Linked DNA regions of Anas platyrhynchos: region 1 is linked to region 2. A link is a contact called in public Hi-C data. All regions are on one chromosome and are shown on one strand. Each heading gives the region's core, a stretch centred on a gene start, on an enhancer-like site or on the middle of the called end of the contact. The rest is flanking DNA. Distances are from core to core; before and after follow the strand shown. Region 1 overlaps RYK (receptor like tyrosine kinase). Region 2 holds the start of SLCO2A1 (solute carrier organic anion transporter family member 2A1).

Evidence for each region. Hi-C and Micro-C count contacts between places; a contact is called where the count stands out from the background.
Region 1: a contact with region 2 is called in a Hi-C map of skeletal muscle, with 3 times the contacts expected there. The contact joins the enhancer-like site here to the promoter of SLCO2A1 in region 2. A contact is called at or near these places in 2 of 8 Hi-C or Micro-C datasets (liver and skeletal muscle).

Annotation. Positions count from the first base shown.
Region 1 is chr9:15,257,237-15,259,965 of IASCAAS_PekinDuck_T2T, reverse strand. RYK (receptor like tyrosine kinase) reads left to right here. Exons shown (of 15, transcript XM_072042303.1): 7 at 286-386. Among named protein-coding and RNA genes, the nearest start is that of RYK, 28 kb to the left of the region's middle. Within about 2 kb of position 1,390, at least 1 of the 8 cell types and tissues checked has an H3K27ac peak or open chromatin away from gene starts, as enhancers often do.
Region 2 is chr9:15,192,513-15,195,212 of IASCAAS_PekinDuck_T2T, reverse strand. It overlaps SLCO2A1 (solute carrier organic anion transporter family member 2A1), which reads left to right and starts at 1,336. Exons shown (of 14, transcript XM_038183481.2): 1 at 1,336-1,584. The coding sequence starts at 1,495.

The DNA.
Region 1 (2,729 bases), core at 141-2,640, 65 kb before region 2:
TTGTGGATAAGGCAAGAAACATTTCACTACATTTTTGTGAAATTTGTGTGTTTATTGCATACTGTGTGCAGCTGTGGTCCTATCCCCCAAAAATCTCATTGTTGGACTTTTAGGAAGAGGAAGGAAGGGTGATGAGTGAGGAATGACAAAGTAGGCTAGTGAGAAACTTTAAAAAAGCCATTTGTCCAAAGTCCAGTCTGAAAAATCTTGTGCTTAATCTGATAACTTTGTATTTATTACAGTATCAAGCAGTTGTGTTCATGTCTATTTTTGTTTTTAAAACAGCATTAGTGACAGCAGTAGCTCCCAAGGTTTATCCCAACCTTCCACGCAGACAACGCAGTACTTGAGAGCCGATACACCAAACAATGCAACGCCAGTAACCAGTAAGTGTTAATCTAATTACAGAGCCTTGCAACAGACTGTCTTGGACCCAGCTGGAGTATTAATGGTAGGGTCACACTGAGTCTGTATTCAGAAATACAGAAACAGAAGAGCAGGAAAAACTCCTGTCTCTATTAGTTTGTCTCTTTTGAGTTCATGGTGTGTGGTTCATGTGGTTTTATTTAGCCACGTCATAGTCAAGATTGAGGACTCCATAAGATCTGGGACACAGGATTCATCACATGAGTGTTATACTGCCTTTGGGTCAACGGGATATTCTCCCTGCACATAGATCTGTCAGTGAGAAAGGCTGCCCCAGTGTCTGAAGCATCTGCTTTCTTAGTGCTGGAAAGAAGCTGACTTCTGCAGCATCAAGCAGAAGGTGGGATAGACCTGGCAGAGATAACAGTAAGGAAGGATCCAAATAGCCTTAGCCTGACCATTTGTTACTGACTGGAGACCGAAGCAAGCGATGTCATTGACTCCTGATGGTTATTTTATTATTTTTGCCCTGTTGCTGCAACATGCAAAGGAAAAGAACGGGGCAGAAAAACTTGATAAGGGTTATATATTTATGCTTCCTTTTTAACAGCTTTGCTTGAAAGAATACGGGGGGAGGGGGAAATATTTCCATAGAGAAATAGAGAGCGAGCAGTGAATTAAAAAGAAGGGTGAAGCAGCAGTGATTTATATGCTCTGTGATGAACTGATATTAGCTGTGTTCTGTGCTAACTCAAATTCCTAACAATATTTGTTATTTGTCGAGTCTTTACTTCTGCAGTTATTGTCTGTCATCTCTAGGGGAGAGGTACCCCGTATAGCATAGTTCTAGTGAAAGGATCTTCCTGAGATAAGTAAGGAGGAACTGATGCAGCCCTGGGTATGCAGGTCAGTCTCATCTAAGGCTGGACTGACCATGAGCATTTGCCTTGACCCTTGTGCGTACACACTGATCTCTTCTGACCGCTTCTGCCGAGTGACTGGCTTTTTGTTGACTTGGGTCTTTGAGCTGGCGCGTAGCCTAGCTGTATGAGCGCTGGTGTTGGTGCTTGGAGGGGTATGGGTCTGTGTGACTGAACACTGAAAGAGAGCAGGACTGCAGGACTTAGTCCAGACCAAATTGGCTGGCTCAAAGCACTGCTGGAGGGCCTGCTTTAAAAGATCTGAAAGTAGCCCTGGATAAATTGGCTCAAATTTCTGCTAGAGCCTACTTTAAAAGATCTGAAGTGAGGTAAGGGTTTATGGTAAAATGTGAGGGGAAAAATGGGGGGCCCAGCAGGAGGAGTGAACAGTCTCTGTTAATCTCAGTTGGCTTTTTTTTTTTTTTCTCAGTAGAGTAGAAATTGCCAAGCTGAAATGGTACTGTGGCCCTTGAGATCTTTTCAGGAAGTGGCTTCTGTTGTCATCTGCTGCCACCAATGATTCTCTATCCTCTAATGCTTAAGAGTTTTGTATTAATAACCTAAAGAGTCTTTTTTTTCAGCAATCTGATAAGTAGAAATGTCAATGTCTATCCTTTATACATTCTAATGTTTATCCTTTGGAGCTAGGTTAAAAACAATGATTAATGGCTTGATTTTTTTTTTTTTTTTTAAGCAACTAATAAGACCCCAAAATCTCTCCCATTTTTCTTCTGACTGCACTTAGTAGTGATACTAACCATCCGAAATCACAAGGGAGCAGTGCATGAGTATCACAATTACTGTTCAGCACTAGTGTCTTCCTGTTTCCTGCCCAGGTGTGGAAGCAGGTGTTTACCTAGGACTGAACTCCTGCAGCTTTGGGAAAGTCTTGGCTTTCTTCTAAATTGAATGAATTACTTCCTGAAACAAAAGAGAGATTTTTGTAATCTGAGTTCATCTTCTATTTGTAGAAAGCTGCCTGGAAACTTTATATGGTAGAAGCATTAAGAGAAATGCATCTATTAAAAATTTCCTTTCCACGTGGTTTGGAAGAAACCATGCTGTTGATGTGCTATCAACTTCAGGTTTTCAGGTTGGCCCTCTAAGTGGCACTGTTTAGTTAAAATGATTCTTGGAAACTCATCAGTGAGCCTCATGCAAAACGGAAGAAGACTAGAAAGCAAGGTAGCCTACAAACCAGGTCCTTATTGATGATTAAACTCTCCTCACTCAGATAAGTGTGGAAACAGCTGTAATGGCACCTGTTTGTTTAGTGTGTTCAGACCACGCTGCTTCAGAATGCCTTGTCTTTTAGGGCCAGGGAAGCACCCCCAGAAACATAGAAAATGGTGAAAATGAATATAAGAAAAAAGGTTGGATGCAGAAAATGAACAGGAGGATCACTGTTAGACCTTCCACAGTCGTTTTAACCTTGCATTCAAT
Region 2 (2,700 bases), core at 87-2,586:
GAAAAGTGGCAGCAGCTGCTGCTGGAGGTGGTTGTTATAACAAAGCGAGCGTCACAGTCCTGCAGAATAAACGGAAACGACGGAGCTGCTCACCAGCAGGTTCGGAGTTCCCTGAAAAATGGGATCAGCAGCATATAGGGCTCAAGGGGGGTGAGCGGAGGAGCTGGCTGCATTCTTGAGCTGAGCTTTCCTATCAGCAAGGTCAACATTTCAGTGCCATCACAACTCTTAGGGCTGAGAGGTGGGTAGCAGGGCTTGGCATTGCATCTTGACCCTAAACCCAGCAAATCTGGGGATCGGAATAGCAAAAGTGGAGAAAAAAAGATTGGAAAAAAGGATGCTTGTTTTGCCAGCTGCAGGTAGGGACTGTCTGCTTGTCCCTGTACATGGTGCTCTCCAGCCATCAGGAAGCAGACACCCAAAAGCAGCTCATTTTCCCTTGGCCATGTGGGTTTTTGCACCGCTCTGAAGCCCCAGGGCTGGTGGGACTGGTTCTGTGCCCCAAGAGCAGAGGGGAGCACGCGGGTCCCTCTCCCATGGGCGCAAGGCACCCTCTCGTGGTGAGCAGCCACCCGTTGGTGGCACCGGGTGCCAGCAGGGCCCCTTCACCCAGCTCCTCGGCATCTCTGCCCTCCTTTGCCAAAGATCCCGTGGGTTTTGGGGAATCCACATCGTAGAGGAAGTGCTACCCCCCACCCTGGCACTGCTCTACTCTAGCCACCCCCCCCCCCCAAGCAGAACCTTGGGGTGCAAGTGGGACCCCGTGCTCGGTGGGGACCTCCTCCCCGGGACCCACCAGTACTCCCACAGCAGAGAAACTATTCAGGGAGGTGAGGTTTGGGTTCTCCAGGCTCAGGCCACCCCATTTCCCAGGGGGTCCTCCAGCTCTCTCTCCCACCTCCCCGCTTCATATGAGGAAAGAAGATAATTTTGACAGAGTGCTAGAAGTTGGCTTCCCCCAGCCCTTCTCCCTCTGACACTTTTTCTCCCTCATGGTAATAAATCAGTGCTTTGCATAAACAAAGCCCCAGAGAGGTATTACTTAAAACAGCACCCAGGAACCACACAAATGCAGTTTTTTCCACGAGAGAGAAGCAGGAGGAGTTTGGAGGCTTTTGTGTGTATGTGTGTGTTGTTTGTTTTTTCCTCTGTGACTCCTTGCCAAAGGGAGGGATTTCTCACCACAGTCCTCATCCTCAAAAAGCCCAGATCCGGTGGGCGCCCAGCAGCTTGCTGCACGCTCACGTTGGCTTCCTGCAGCTTTAAAGTTCCCTCTACACCCAAAGGAAAAGAGGGAGGAGAAAGGGTTTCATCATCACTCCCGAGAGCAGACTTATAAAAACTTTGCGCTCACGCTGCCTGGCTCACTCGCGGGCTCGCAGGGTTTTCGGAGCGGGACGGGACACAGCGGGACGGCGCTGGCGAGCGCTCACCGTCTCGGGAGCCTGCACACAGAGTCCAGCTCCTCGGGGAGCCCAGGGAGGCCAGCACACCATGGGAGTCCACCCTGAAGCCAGCAAGTCCCCGGTCAACGTCCCCAAAAGCTCCAGCACCTGCTCCCGCGGTATCTTCTGCAACATCAAGGTAAGGAGCGGTGCTCCAGCGGCGATGCGGGAGGAGGAGGCTGGCCCCGAGAGCAGCCCTGGTGCAAGCTGCTGGTAAAGCAGAGGCTGATTGCAAAGGTGCAGATAATGAATCTCACGTCCTTGGTCCCGAATAATGCCACAGAGGACCAGGGGCTTGGCATGCCGTGGGCTGTGGGGCTCGCCTGTCGCATCCAGGACATGGTGTGCCGCCGCTTAGGGAATGATTAACCACATCCTGGTGCGAAAGGAAAACACTGCCCTATAATAACGCCGATTCGCTTGAAAAGCTTTGGCGGGGAGAAGAGTGGTTTTGTGAACGGCAGGGCCGGCTGGCACATCCCCAGCGGGGAGGGGGACTTCCCTGCTTTGCCTTGCAGTGTTTGAGGCAGCCAGGAACAATTTTGGGGTGCACAGCAGGAGAACAGCTGTGGCAGAGGGGGACCCCTTGCCTGGGTGTGCTTCCCACTGGTGTTATCAAACACGGGTGGAGGTTTGCAGCATGCCAGCAGTGCTGTGAGGAAGACTTTGTCCGCGCTTCCCAGCTAAGTGCAGCTTTGGGAAGCTGGGGTGCAAAGCGTCATAGCCCAGGATGGGTTTGTTTTTTATTTATCGCCAAGTGACAATGCTTTGGGTTTGTGGGCGATCACGCCAGGAGTGCGTTGGCAGCCAGTCCATCCAGTCCCACATCCCCAAAGGTCCCTGCTGCTGTCTCAGCGGGTGACTTGATGGCCCGTTCTGGCTGTGAGCTGCAGGAGGAAGAGCTCGAGATCACCGCAGGTAATAAACAGGATAATGGAGAGCTGCATGTATGGAGGGTGCAGAGGGGACTGGTGAAAAAAGGTGGCCCCAGCCTCCTTCAGGCTGTGCTGCTAATGCCCGTGGCTCAGGTGGGGTGAAGCGGTAAAAGCGTTGCTAAACTCAGTGCTTTGTTTAAGGCTGTAAAATTACAAGGATTAAAAAACAAGCAAACAAACACAACCTGCCACCACCAAACGTAAATTTGTTTCTCCAGGGATGCTTGGTCAGGGGCTGCATGCAGGACCCCTCAGTGGTGGGTGGCACCAGGGTGTCACGGGCAGGGTGACCCCGCAAGCAGGAGGTGCGTTGTTATATA